Linked DNA regions of Oryctolagus cuniculus: all the other regions are linked to region 1. Evidence: chromatin contacts called from public Hi-C and Micro-C data. All regions are on one chromosome and are shown on one strand. Each heading gives the region's core, a stretch centred on a gene start, on an enhancer-like site or on the middle of the called end of the contact. The rest is flanking DNA. Distances are from core to core; before and after follow the strand shown.

Region 1 (4,393 bases), core at 1,122-3,621:
GTTCCACCTACTTAACAGGATCACACATCTAGCTCCAAGAACTTTATTATTCTATTTTACAAGCGCCTGCTATGGTATCTTTATAAGCCACCTGGGCCTGCCAAATGAGCTTTTCACATCAGGTAAAACCACCTACGGACTTGTATAAGGATCCTCTGGAAGTCCTTTAAATTGAAGGGAGGAGCTTTCTTGTTTCTAAGAGCCAGCTCCAGCCCAGGGAGTGTATCCGGCTCTGTGCAGGCTGTAGGGAGTGAAATACTAATTTGGTTTTGTTATGCTGGAAAGGTGTGAGCCTGAATAAATGACCGTTTGATTCTACAAGAACCTTGATGTGATGAAATCAGTAACTTAATTCTCCTATTTCAACTTCAGTCTTCATTCATCTAACTGAACTTTTTGCTTAACATTGTTGAGAAATATGCTGGAAATCCCTAAACAGATGAAGGAAGTTAAGAAATGTCTTGGGGCTGGCATAGCATAGTGGATAAAGCTGCCTCTGTGTCGCCGGCATCCCACCCATAAGTGCACTGATTCGAGCCCTGGCTGCTCCACTTCTGATCCAGCTCACTGCTAATGACCTGGGAAAAGCAGCAGATGGCCTAAGTGTTTGGCCCCTGCACATGGGAGACTTGGATGAATTTCCTGGCTCCTGGCTTTAGCCTGACCCAACCCAGGCTACTGCAGCCATATGGCGGGTGAACCAGCACATGGAAGATCTCTCTCTGTCTCTCTTTCTATATAACTCTAACTTTCAAATAAATAAATAAACCTGGAAAAAAAAAAAAAGAGGAGGAAAGAACTTTCTTCACGAGACCTGGCACTGGCATAGCAATCAAGATGCCGCTTGTGATGGCCAGATCCCACACCAGTGTGCTTAGGTTCAAATCCCGGCTCCACTTCCAATTCCAGGTGCTAATGGACACCCTATGAGACCGCAAGTGATGGTGGGAGTACGTGGGTCCCTGCTACCCACTTAGGAAACCCAGACTGTGTTATCTGCCTGGTTCTTCCCAGTTGCTATGAGATTTCTCTCGCTCTCTCGCTCTGCCTTTCAAATAAATAAATAACCATTTTTTAAAAAATAGAAAAGACATTTCTCCATGAATTCTAGCCTACCATTTGTCTTTACTTCATTACTGAGTACAGTATTTTTTTAATAGGGCATTTGGGGGCTTTTTTTCTTCCTTGTAGTTTTTATACATTCATTTAATGCATTCAATACATTTAATACAATAAAAATGTACACGATTATGGAGGAAAAATTATCCAATGAGAAAGTAGAATTTATGCAAATGCTAATTAAGATTCTGCATCTTGAAAGGTAAAGCAAATTTCCAGTGATTCCTAAAGTCCCCCAAAGACATTCTAACTGGGCAGAAGTCCCTCCCCCATTAGCAAACAATGCACAGTGTTTTCCACCCCAACAGGAAAGGTGAAATGCAACCCCAGTCAGTACTTAATGTGGGAAATGCATACCCCATCCCCTGTGGCCATGAGGATATAGGATGCTCACCTCCAAGGGCCCAGGGGCACTACGGGAAAAGGACCTGTAACAGACCTGGGTTAATTACTAGGCGCTGCCTCAGTGTCCACATCTGTAAAATGGGAATACTCACCTTTACTCTGAGAGGCAGAGCCTGTCAAAATGCTAGAGAGTGTACGAATGAGCTTTGTAAGGTGTAAAACCCTCATTAAAGGTACAGTATTGTTGTGGGTATTTGTTCTGATCAGCAGCATGGCCAATGGCCTCTGATAGCCATCTGGAAATTATTTCTCTTACATTTTTAAATCTTAAGGGAACTTCCTATAAATGTATCCCAAGAATCACTCACAGTCCTATGTGAAACCCTTAAAAAAAAAAAAAAGTTGAAATTGGCATGAGAGTGACTATATGAACAATTTGGAACAACACTGCAAATAATACCCCTGACTTAGAAAAGCTGCAGTCCATAAATTCAGAGCTCCTCAAACTGAGTGAGCGAGACCGTCTATGTGTTTTGATTTTTGGTTTTTTGTTTTTCATTATCATGCCAAGGAACAAGTGATCTCAGTGCAGCCCCCATCAGAAGATGTACCCTCTGGCTAGGATATCTAAACGTTCATCCGCTGCAGGGTGCCTTGGGAGGCCATGTAGAACTAGAATACCACTTGCATTCCCAGAGGCTGAGTGGGATGCGGAGGCTGCAGGTGCCCCTGCCCCCCGCCCGCTGACGCTGTGTCTGTGTCCCGCGCAGAGGGCCTGAGCGGATCCTGGAAAGAGGGCGGCGGCGTGCCCTCCAGCAGCAGCAGCAGCGGCTACTGGAGCTGGAGCGCCCCCAGCGACCAGTCCAACCCGTCCACGCCATCGCCGCCGCTCTCGGCTGACAGCTTCAAGCCCTTCCGCAGCCCCGCGCCGCCTCCGGACGACGGCATCGACGAGGCGGAGGCCGGCAACCTGCTCTTCGACGAGCCCATCCCCAGGAAGAGAAAGGTTGGTGTCGGGGCGCCGCGTCTTCTGTTTCAGCCGCGCCCGCGCTCGCATGGCCGAGCCCCGGACCCCGGGCTCCTCCTGGGGGGCGACTGCCCACCCACGCCCCCTTGTGATGGACGCGAGCGCTGAGTGCTGCCCCAGTTTGGGAACGCAGGGTCGTGAATGAGGACAAATACAAGTGACTAAAACATGAACAGGTTCCCTCAAAGTTGACATGCCCCATCCTCTGGCTACACGCGGCTAATCTAGGACTTAGCAGAATGTGAAAGGTAAAAAAAAATAGCACTTCCGGCTTGGCTGGGTAATTAACTCACTCTCTCTGTGGGACTTATTTTTTTTTCATATGCGAAATGTAGTTAATGTCTTTTCTCTTTTCCTGTTTCAACCAGCCCTGGAGGCTGGGGAGGAAACATAGGCTTCAGTTAAGTTAATGGAAGGGAATGTGAAACATACGTGAAACTGACATGTAAACAGAAGTGCATACACAGCGCAGAGCACATACTTACTAAATACAAGTGGGAAGGGAGATCTGATTAACTGACTTAATAAAGTAACAGGTTGTGCCTTTGTTTAATTCTCGCTGCTGTCTTGTAGGGGAAGTGTTCTGTTCCCATCTTGTCAGGAGGAAGCTGAGCGGGCACTTACCTCGTGCCTACCATGGAAGGAGGCAGGACCTGAGCCGCCTTCCAACCCAGAGCCTCCTGGACCTAAGGCTCCTATTCCCTATCTTCTCTCCCGCTGCTTTGCAATTATTGTGGTCACTGCAGTTTTCAAAAGCATTTCTGATTTCCCTGCATCTCGGAAACATTTTGACATTATTTTTAACAGCACCATGTAAATATGAGGCTGTTATTGGGATGGTTTTTGGGTGTTGTATCGAAAGCTTCGTTATGAATGACTAATTCACAAGCAGAATTCCAAGGCAGAGCCCTGAGGACCACAACGCAATCTTTTTTTCTTCCCCCAATTTGTTCAAAGAGAACAAAGCGAGGGTTTCGATCCAACACCTTCCCTCCCTGCGTCTCTCAGTGCCGCACCGCCTGGGTTGCAGGGGTACAGGTGTTCCCCGAGTGGGTCCACGTAAGGAAGGGCTGACTTTTTTGCCCAAAGAAGAGGACACGGATGTAGCCCCCTCTCCTTCCCACTGGCAGTGGCCTTGAGGAGTTGCTGTTTCACTCCAGTCCCTCCTGCAGGGGACCGGAGTTGTCCTGGCACCCTGTGTGTCCCCAGGGATACTAGATTTTCACTTGGCCAGTCAGGGACAGAAGCTGCCACTCACATCAGTGGGTAGCTGCAGGCAAGACACCAGTGTGGACCTGGTGCTTCAGGCTGCGCAGCCTTTTCCTCTTGGGTCACCTGACTCTCATAAAGCAAAGGCTGATAATGTTAGGGCCAGGACTCACAGCAGAGAGAGTCCCTAGTGCTTTGAAGGGACATTCCTGAAACCTGTCACAGCCTTCCATTCCAAATGTATATGTCTAACCTGCAATGCTGAGCCAACTGTGCGTCGTGCATTACAATTAAGTTGCATTGGTCAGACTCTTACTGAAGGTCAACAGGCCTAAGGGACAGTTAGGTCACCAAGGAAAAGGACCGAAAAGCTTCATTGCAAAGTGGCATCTGTCTGAAGGCACGGGCCTGCTTCACAGCATGCTGCCTGCGTACTAGGAGCGAGTGCAGGAATGAGAACGATGCCCATCCTTCTCTTCCTGATTTCTCCCTCCACTGGAACTCCGAGTTTCCCCTGGGTGATCGCAGTAGGATGAAACTTGTGGCCGGAGCCGTGGTTCAATAGGCTAATCCTCCGCCTTGCGGCGCCAACACACCGGGTTCTAGTCCTGGTCGGGCGCCGGATTCTGTCCTGGTTGCCCCTCTTCCAGGCCAGCTCTCTGCTGTGGCCAGAGAGTACAGTGAAGGATGGCC
Region 2 (4,314 bases), core at 1,515-4,014, 190 kb before region 1:
TATAGATAGTGAGAGAGAGAGAGAGAGACAGACAGACAGAGAGAAAGGTCTTCCTTCTGTTGGTTCATTCCCCAATGGCGGCCACAGCCGTGCTGCGCCGATCTGAAGCCAGGAGCCAGGTGCTTCCTCCTGGTCTCCCACACGGATGCAGGGCCCAAGCACTTGGGCCATCCTCCACTGCACTCCCGGGCCACAGCAGAGAGCTGGACTGGATGAGGAGCAACTGGGACCAGAACCCGGAGCCCATATTGGGATGCTGGTGCCGCAGGTGGAGGATTAACCAAGTGAGCCATGGCACCGGCCCCCCAAACCAGCCAATCTTAAAGTATGGATGCAATTTTGAAAGTACAACAGTGCACTACCTTCCACGGAACCACAAACACAATCACTCATTCGGTAACTTTTGCCTTTCCTCTCAGTTCCCAGGAAAACATTTACTTTCATCTCTAGCAACTTCAGACACAAAAGAGCTTTATCCTTGGGGATGTGGGCATCCTAACCACTGGGCTAAACACCTCCTCCCCAGACTACTGCCCCCTGACAACATTTTAAAAGCTGCATTTTAAAAGCATGTTTTGGGGCTGGCATTTTGACATAACAGGTTAAACCTCCTGCCTGCAATGCCTGCATCCCACATTGGAGCTGGTTTGATTCTCAACTGCTCTGTTTCTGATCCAGCTCCCCGCTAATGCACCTGGGAAAGCAGCAGAAGATGGCCCACATGCCCGGGGCCTTTGTACCCACGTGGGAGACCTGGATGAAGCTCCTGGCTTTGGCCTGTTCCGGCCTAGGTTGTTGCAGCTATGTGGGGAGTGAACCAGTGGATCGAACATCTGCTTCCCCCAACCATGTAACTCTACCTTTCAAATAAATAAAATAAATCTTAAAAAAGCATATGTTGCTAGTGATTGACATTTCTGAGCTCGCTTAAAGGAGAACAACTTTGCTGTTCACCAAGAGTATCCCTAGCCACCATGTCTATAAATCACTACAAATATATTCATATAACAAGCCCTTATATAGACCTTACCTTGCCCCAGGCACCCTTGTAAGCTGATGACATGCATTAACTCGTTAGTCTACAGAACAACTTCACACGTAAGACAGGTACTACTATTATCTCCATTATCTCAGTTTTACAGATGAGAAAACTGAGGCATTGTGAGGGCAGGCAGCCAGCAAGTTCCAGAGCCAGGGTGCAGGTGCAGGTGCAGGCTCTCGGGCTCCCTAGGCCCTGAGCCTAATTACTAGCTCACTTGCTTCACCTTCATTCTCTTCCACCGTCTTTTCCTACACCTGTCTGCCCACCATTTGTGCCCCTGCGCTTGACTCTTCCTGGTCAAAAGAGTGACCAGGCTTTCTCTCCCTAAATCTTTTTCTCCCACCTTCCAAATCAACCAAATTGTTTCTCCTAATGAAAACAAAACCACTTTAATGACCGGACATACCCATCTCCTGAATTCCTGCATGGAATGTTTCCAAAGGAAAAGTTCAACCACAAAATGCCACGATCAGGATAGGGTCTTGGGAGTAAGAATCCATGGGTGGTGCCTGAAGGGGGCACAGCAGGGAGGGGGTCTGGGTGAGAAACTGGGTGCCTGTAACTGTTAAAAACTTTTCCGGCTGAAGGCACAAAATGCTCTGGGAGCTTGGGGAGCAGAAGAGGCATTTCAGAGAGAACAATGGATTGGACTTGCGGGCACCTGCCTCTAGGGATCCGATCGAGAAGGGAGTTAAAACGATACCGCTATTCTGGGCCTGAATGATTTTAATGAGAGTGTCATTACCTGAAATAGGTACATCAGGAAGTTAATCTGATTCAGGGAGAACAAAAATTTCATTTCAGAATCTCTGTCATCCTCCCTGTTCAACAGTTGGAAGACATCTAAGTGAGCATTTAATGAGCCCTCTTCAAGTGGCTACCAGGGCAGGTGATGGGAAGGTTCCAACAGTAATTATCTGAGCCGAGGACACCATGCACGGTGTCCTGTTGGAGGTGGCCCGCTAGGGCGTGTGACGAACCTGATTCTCCCAGCCCTGCCTCTCCGGGCTGCCACTTGGGGTCTAATCTGGAGGCAAAGGGGATGGTTACCTAGCCTAGTCCCTAAAGAATAGCAAACAAGTTTCTTCAGTCACAGCTGAAAGTCCTCAGGCAGTGGCAAAGTCGTGAACTGGATAGGAAAGTGGCTATGTGCTTGATTTGCGGGTATTAATTTTTTGAAACCTAACAATCTTGAGCCCCCACTCCTAATGTGTCTTTCAAAGGCCTGGAGGAAGCCAGCAGAGAGCCTACAAATTGCATGGAGACAGCTGATATCTTTTGGCCACCAGGCTCAGGCCCTGGAGGCAGAATGCAGAAAGCAGTAGCAGCAGAAAGACTTCAGGCCAGGACCACGCCAGAGGCAGGGTCTTGGAATGGGGGTGTCTCAGAATGATCCGATGGCTCGCGTTAGAGACCGACCCCAACACGTCCAACACACGTCCCCCTGATTTCACAGGGGCGCGCAAAGTAGTCGCCAAACACATCGGAGACCAATTCAAACGACGAGCAGCAAAGCCCTCCGTCCCAAGTGTCCGACCCTGGTTCCAGCCACGCCTGCCCTCCTCCGTCCAGGGAAAAGAACCGGTTCAGGGTGACGCGTGGGCTCCCGCGTCCCGGCCAACCGCATGCAAGCGCCAGGTTTTCGGAGACTGCGGGTAGGGGAAGTCAATCCAGTCCGGGTTTTGTCTGCACGGGGAGGGAGGGGGGGACCAGAGGGCTGCGAGGAATGGCTCGCGGAGAGGGGGGCGGTGGAGGAAAACACACCGCACAAACAGCTCGCGCCCAGGGACGCCCGCGGTAGGCCCGGAGCGCGCGGGCGCAGCGGCCGGGAAGAGGCGCGCGCCGGGCCGGCCGCCGGCCGCATGGAGCGCAGCTCGGCCCGCGGCTCTCGGGCGGCGGTGGCGGAGGCGGAGGCGGCAACGCGCCGCTCGCTCACACCCACCCCCGCCCGCGGCCGCCGCGCCGCCCCGCCGTAGCCGCCGGCCGCCGGCGTCCCCGCGGGCCGGTCCAGCGAAGGCGGCGCCCGCGCCTCTGCAGCCAGTGGCAGCTGCAAGCCCAGGGAGGCGGCTCCTGCAGCCCCTAGTCCTGGGCGCCTGCGGCCACAGCGGCCGGCAGGGAAGGAAGCGGAGGTGACAAACTCTCCAGCGCGGCCCCGCGGCCCGCAGCCCCGCGCTCAGGCATGCAGGCGCGGCGTCTGGCCAAGCGCTCCAGCCTGGGCAGCCGCCGCGGGGGCGCCGCGCTGCAGCCGGCCGGGCCCGCGCTCGCGCCCGCCAAGGAAGCTGCGCTGCCGGGGCTCCCGCCCCCTGCCCCGGGCCCGGCTCTGGCCCCGGCCCCGGCCCCGGCCCCGGCCCTGGCCGCGGAGAGCTGGAGGCCGCCGCTGCCGCCGCCGCGCAGCGCCGGGACCGGCCCCTCTCGGGCCACCGGGGCCGCCGCCGCTGCTGCCTCTTCGCCGGTGCTGCTGCTTCTCGGGGAGGAAGACGAGGACGAGGAGGGCGCAAGCCGGCGGCGGCGAGGGCTCGGGCCGGTGGAGGAGAAGCCCCGAGGGGGCGCGGAGGAGGAGGATGACGACGAGGAAGACGAGGACGAGGAGGTGGTCGTCGAGGTGGTGGACGACGAAGACGAGGACGGCGAGGAGCGTTTCGTGCCCCTCGGACCCTGCCGCGCGGTCCCCAAGGGCCCGGCCCGGGGCGCGCTCAAGGTGCGTGCGGGCTGCGGTAGCGCGCGTGGGACCCGCTTGGCCCCGGGAGTGGGACGGGCCGGGGTTCCCGGGCGAGCGCCAGGCGGAGGCCGGGGCCGGGAGGGGTGTGTCCGGCGCCGCCGGCAGCCGCGCGGGGCCGGGCGAAGGAACTGTTGATTTGCCTGCGCCTCGGGCCGCCTGCACCTCCCCGAGGCGGCCGCTCCGGGGTTCCTCCAAGGGCCGCAGCGGTGCGGGAACAGAACGCTTCTCCCTTCTCCCCGGGTGAGGAACTTGGAGATGGGACGAGGTTGATGCGGGTTTGCGTCTGGTGGGGACGGGTAAGGCTGAGCAGAGTGGGCTGTGAATCTTCTCCCCACGGAAGCGGGAGTGTGCCCTGATTATTCTAAGGGCTTTTTTTTTTTTTTTTTTTTTAATTGAAACAACAAGCCGCTTCACTTCTCAGTCTCCCAGCCTCTTTTTCCACCCAGGAAGTAGTGTGGATGAGTTTCCATTCCCGGGGCTGGTGAGGGAAACCGGTAAGCCCAGTAAGGCAAAAGCCAAGCCCTTGGTTTCCTCGTGCATTCATTCTGCTAGC
Region 3 (4,270 bases), core at 401-2,900, 200 kb after region 1:
ATTCAAATAGCTTCCCCAACATTTACATACAGTTCTGACACTTCACATTATCGTGCTCTAATGGAAGAACTCTTTCGGCTAGACGGTTTCTTGGGAGAGGTATTGCCAGGTTTAGGGAACTCTGCCTAATCCACTCTTCAGTTGCCAGATCTGACTTCCAGCAGTACACTAAACCTCTACGAACATAAGGCGGCTTCGCTAAAATCACAGCTAATAAAATACATGACCCGAAGTCATCCTTTTAGACTAAAACCTTCAACCTACTTTTTCAAAACCTTCTACTGGATTCAATCCCAAGAGCAAAGAAATCTCAGTCATAAAGACATAAAAACACAGTCAGCGGTACGATTAGAAAATTGTCATTCCGTTCCCCTCCCCCCACACCACATACACAACTTTTGCAAACTTGTTCCCAGGCTTTCCAAACCCCCACGCGGAAGGCTCCCCGCACCCCTCTCAACGGGAGCGATGCCCTCGCTCAGGGGAATGGGTGGTTTAGCCAAGGAATCTTCCCCCTAAAAGAGGCAGGCGCGAGCTCTAGCCTACCTGGGCGTTGGCTTCGTGGAGTTTGTGCTCGGTAGAGACGTGGTGCCTCAGGAGAAGGGTTTTCTTGTAGTTGCGGGTCCCTCGAGAAAGCTCATCGTGCCCCACCTGGGGCAGGTCCACGCTGCCCCCATCCTCGGAGGTCTTTTGGCACCAGCCGCAAAACATAAGGCCAGTATCCTTGGAATACCGCAGCCAGGGAAAATCCTTTAGCCAGGAGGTCTGGAAGGAGCACTGGAGCTTCTGCATTAGGGACTTGGACCGCGCGAGCGGCAAGTGCTGGACAGTCTCTCCTTCGCCAGCTCCCACACCGCTGCCCTCCACTTCGTCCCCGCCATCGCCGCCCGACCGCCTGCTGCTGCCGCAGCTGCCGCCTTCCGCCCCACTGCCGTCGCCCAGGCTCGCCCCCTCCTCCTCGTCCTCGGTGCTGTCGCTCAGGGACGCGCCGTCCTGCATCAACTCCTTCCCCTCCAGCGCGTCCAGCTCCAGCTCCACAGCCGCCGGCCCTCGTCCATTGAAATGCCTCAGGGGCCACGCCGAGGTCTCGGGCCGGCCGCGGCTACTGCCATTGTTGCCGAGACCCCCGCCGCCGCCGCCTCCTCGGAAGGCCAGAGTCCGACGGTTCCTTTCCGCTAGCAAGGGGCCCCCCGCGCCACCGCCGCCCAGCGAGGTGGGGCCGCCCGCGTCTTGGGGGAGCAGCAACTCCTTAGCTTCCTCGGCGGCGGCCGCGGCAGCCGCAGCAGCGGCCGCCCCAGCGGAGGCCTCCAAGTCTTGGGGCTCCAGGCCCTCCAATTCCGTTTCCTCGTCGGCCCCCCGCCCATTGGGCTGCTGAAGCGCGGGCGGCGCCGGCGGCGGGGGCTGTCTTGGCTGCGGCTGCTGAGGCCAAGCCGAGGCCTCCCCGCCAGCGTTATTGTTCGTGGAGCCGCCGCTGGCGGTGACCAACCCGCCTCCTCGGAACGCCAGCGTCCTGCGGTTCATCTCACTGAACGACATGGCGCGCGCAGCCGCCGCCGCCGCCGCCGCCGCCGCCGCCCGGTGCCCCGGCTCGCGCCCGGCCTCGGGCCGCGTCCCGCGCGCTCCCCGCGGCTCCCCCTCCGCTTCGCCCCCGCCCCCGGCGTTCCGGTCTCGCGGGGCTCGGCCTCGCCCTCCCGCCCGGCTCGCGCCCGGGGCTGCCGCACGCGTCCGCGTCCGCTGCCGCCGCCGCCGCCGCCGCCTCCGGCCGCTCTCCGCGTCCTCCACCCCCGCCCCGCTGCGCTCCGGGCAGCGTCCCGCGCGGAGAAGGGGGCGGGCGGCGGAGAGGCGAGGAGCGAGCCGGGGCGCGTGGGGCCTTCGAAGTTGAGAGGCGGAGTGCGGGGAGACCCTCCGCTGCCCCCTCTTCTACGCCGCGCGCACACACCGACCCTCCAAACAGATATCCTTCCTCCGGCGCGCCGAGGAGTCCCGCCGCCGCCGCCGCCGCCGGCTGCCGACGCGCTGAGGACGAGAGGCACGTTAAACTGCCCGGCTCCGCCACATAACGAGCCGACAATAAAGCCGGCGGAGCGCTTCCGTCCGACCAGGCCCTGGCGGAGGTCGAATGGCAAATGAACAACGGACCGTGCGCCCACAATGCACCGGGGTAGCAGTAACCGCTGGAGGGGGAAAGGGTGGGGGCCGGGCTGGGGGAGGGGGGCTGGGCTTGGGGCTGGGCTGGGGTGGGGTGGGGGCGCCAGGGGACCGGGAAAGGGGCCGGGCCGCGCCTCCGGCCTGGGGGCGGGGGTGCGGCCGCAGGGAAGGAAGTCGGCCGAGGGGCGGGGGGACAAAAGGCCGGGCGGCCGGCTGGGGGTCTCGGGGAGGGGCGGGCGTGTGCGGCCGGGGCCAGGGCTGCGCGGAGGACAAACAGCTGGCGAGTGTCAGGGTCTGGCCGCCTCCCCGCTGCCCACAGGCACCTACCCGCGCCCGGGACGCGCGTTTTCCTCCTCTCGCCACGAGTTCACCTGGGACTTTGGGAAATAAGTGCGCGGTGGGAAGCTGCGCTCCAGCCTTGTCATTTGCTGGGGGTGGGTGGGGTGGGGTGGGGTGCGGTGGGTGGGGGTGTGGGTGTGTGTGGATGGCGGTGCCCGAGGAAGTGAACTTATTTTGTCCCCTCACAAAGACTGGAGCGGGCGAGCGCCTCTCGGGCGAGGAGGTGGCGAGCCGCGGACCACCGCCTGCCCTGGATGCCAGGGCAGCGCCTCGGGCCCCGGGGGCAACCATCCTCTCGCCGAAAACGCACCGCCCCGAGTGTCTTGACGGCCGTGATGAAATGGAAATTTAAATAAAAGGTCGAACACGTGCGTTCACTGGGAAGTATTGACATGGGTGTTACATCACCGGCAACCAATCAGAGGGCTCGGCTCGTGTTTATACTTCTACAACCACCTTGTGAGTATTACAGTATGTCATAACGTTATAAATATTAGGCAGGGTTTTCCCCAGCCGCGGCAGGAGGCTGCTCGCACGGACCCGGCGCGCGGCTCCCGAGATTGCCAGCCCCAGCGCAGCAAGGGCTCATTTGAAAAGAAAAAAAAAAAAAGCAACGCCAACTGTTTACATTGCATATAGAATTTAGAGTGATTAGAACTGATTGAGCTGGGAGTGAAGCGCCCAAGGCGACCATCCTAGTGGACTTTTTCACTGAAAGGTTCTCCGGTTTGGAGCCCTTAACATTGATCCCTTTTTAAAAAAAGTCTTTTAAAAAGATGCTACATGTAGCAAATTCTGCAGTGTTTAGGCTCATATGCTAGTTTACAGTATTAGATAAGTCAAGTTTTTTTTTTTGTTATTGTCGTTCAAACAAGTTTCACCGCCCCCCCCCCAAAAAGATACCTTCAGGCCATGGAGGGGTGTTTTATTTACTCTAAATAATGCATCAACTAGAAGCTGAATCGCAAATGCATATAAAACAAGTCGGAGATAACTGCTGATAAGAACCGGCTTTTTACATAAATAATTCCTTTAGAATATGCATAGGAAGAACGAAAAATATGCCTGCAGTCTTTAGGCGGTCGATTGCCAGTGAGAGGGACTGGAGTGGAGGCTTTAACCCACCTTATATATTAATGTAAAATTATAGAGAGCACTAATTAACAATTTTCATACCCTCTAACTTTATAATTCTTCAGAGATGTTTGTTTCCAAAATAAGAACAGTATTTAATGCTTTGAATATATATTGTGGGACATGGTATATTTTTCAGGAGTGAATATATTTTCCTGAACATATAAAATATTATTTGTCTTAATATTTTAAGTGGACTAAACACATCAGTGTACATCCAGACCAATATGCATTGATTATATAGGTTTATTTGAGGCAACAGTCGCTTCACTGTAGTGTTAGTACCGTGCAGAGCAGCCAGATTGTAGATCAAACGTTAAGTCTGCCACCTGGGTGCAATGGAATTTTGATGTAGAGAATGACACTGCTGCCCTGCCACAAAAAGATGTTGGCTTTGAGTTCTTTTTCCAGCAACAAGCGTGTTGTCACCCATCTTTCTTGTCACCTAAGCCATCCCGAACCAGCAAGCTTGACACTTTGATGTAGGTCCTCAGGTTGGCACAGTTTGTAAGGTTTTGTTGTTGTTACTGTTGTCCTTGCCCGGCTTTATTTGATTTTAGTTATTGGAAAGTTTAAGACAGGGCAGTGTGTGACCTGGACCTACTTTGTGCCCAGGAGAAATGAGAGCATTCTTATATACTGTGGCCAT

Evidence for each region. Hi-C and Micro-C count contacts between places; a contact is called where the count stands out from the background.
Region 2: a contact with region 1 is called in a Hi-C map of an unstated tissue, with 4 times the contacts expected there. The contact joins the promoter of ZNF704 here to the enhancer-like site in region 1. A contact is called at or near these places in 3 of 6 Hi-C or Micro-C datasets (ear pinna, psoas muscle and an unstated tissue).
Region 3: a contact with region 1 is called in a Micro-C map of ear pinna, with 10 times the contacts expected there. The contact joins the promoter of ZBTB10 here to the enhancer-like site in region 1. A contact is called at or near these places in 6 of 6 Hi-C or Micro-C datasets (ear pinna, embryonic fibroblasts, liver and 3 more).

Annotation. Positions count from the first base shown.
Region 1 is chr6:106,195,474-106,199,866 of mOryCun1.1, reverse strand. It overlaps ZNF704 (zinc finger protein 704), which reads left to right. Exons shown (of 9, transcript XM_002710562.5): 4 at 2,235-2,470. Among named protein-coding and RNA genes, the nearest start is that of ZNF704, 190 kb to the left of the region's middle. Within about 2 kb of position 2,371, at least 5 of the 8 cell types and tissues checked have an H3K27ac peak or open chromatin away from gene starts, as enhancers often do.
Region 2 is chr6:106,382,343-106,386,656 of mOryCun1.1, reverse strand. It overlaps ZNF704 (zinc finger protein 704), which reads left to right and starts at 2,764. Exons shown (of 9, transcript XM_002710562.5): 1 at 2,764-3,740. The coding sequence starts at 3,222.
Region 3 is chr6:105,998,742-106,003,011 of mOryCun1.1, reverse strand. ZBTB10 (zinc finger and BTB domain containing 10) reads right to left here and starts at 1,650. Exons shown (of 6, transcript XM_017341413.3): 1 at 547-1,650. The coding sequence starts at 1,536. LOC127490727 (a long non-coding RNA gene) reads left to right here and starts at 2,203. Exons shown (of 7, transcript XR_011389489.1): 1 at 2,203-2,946.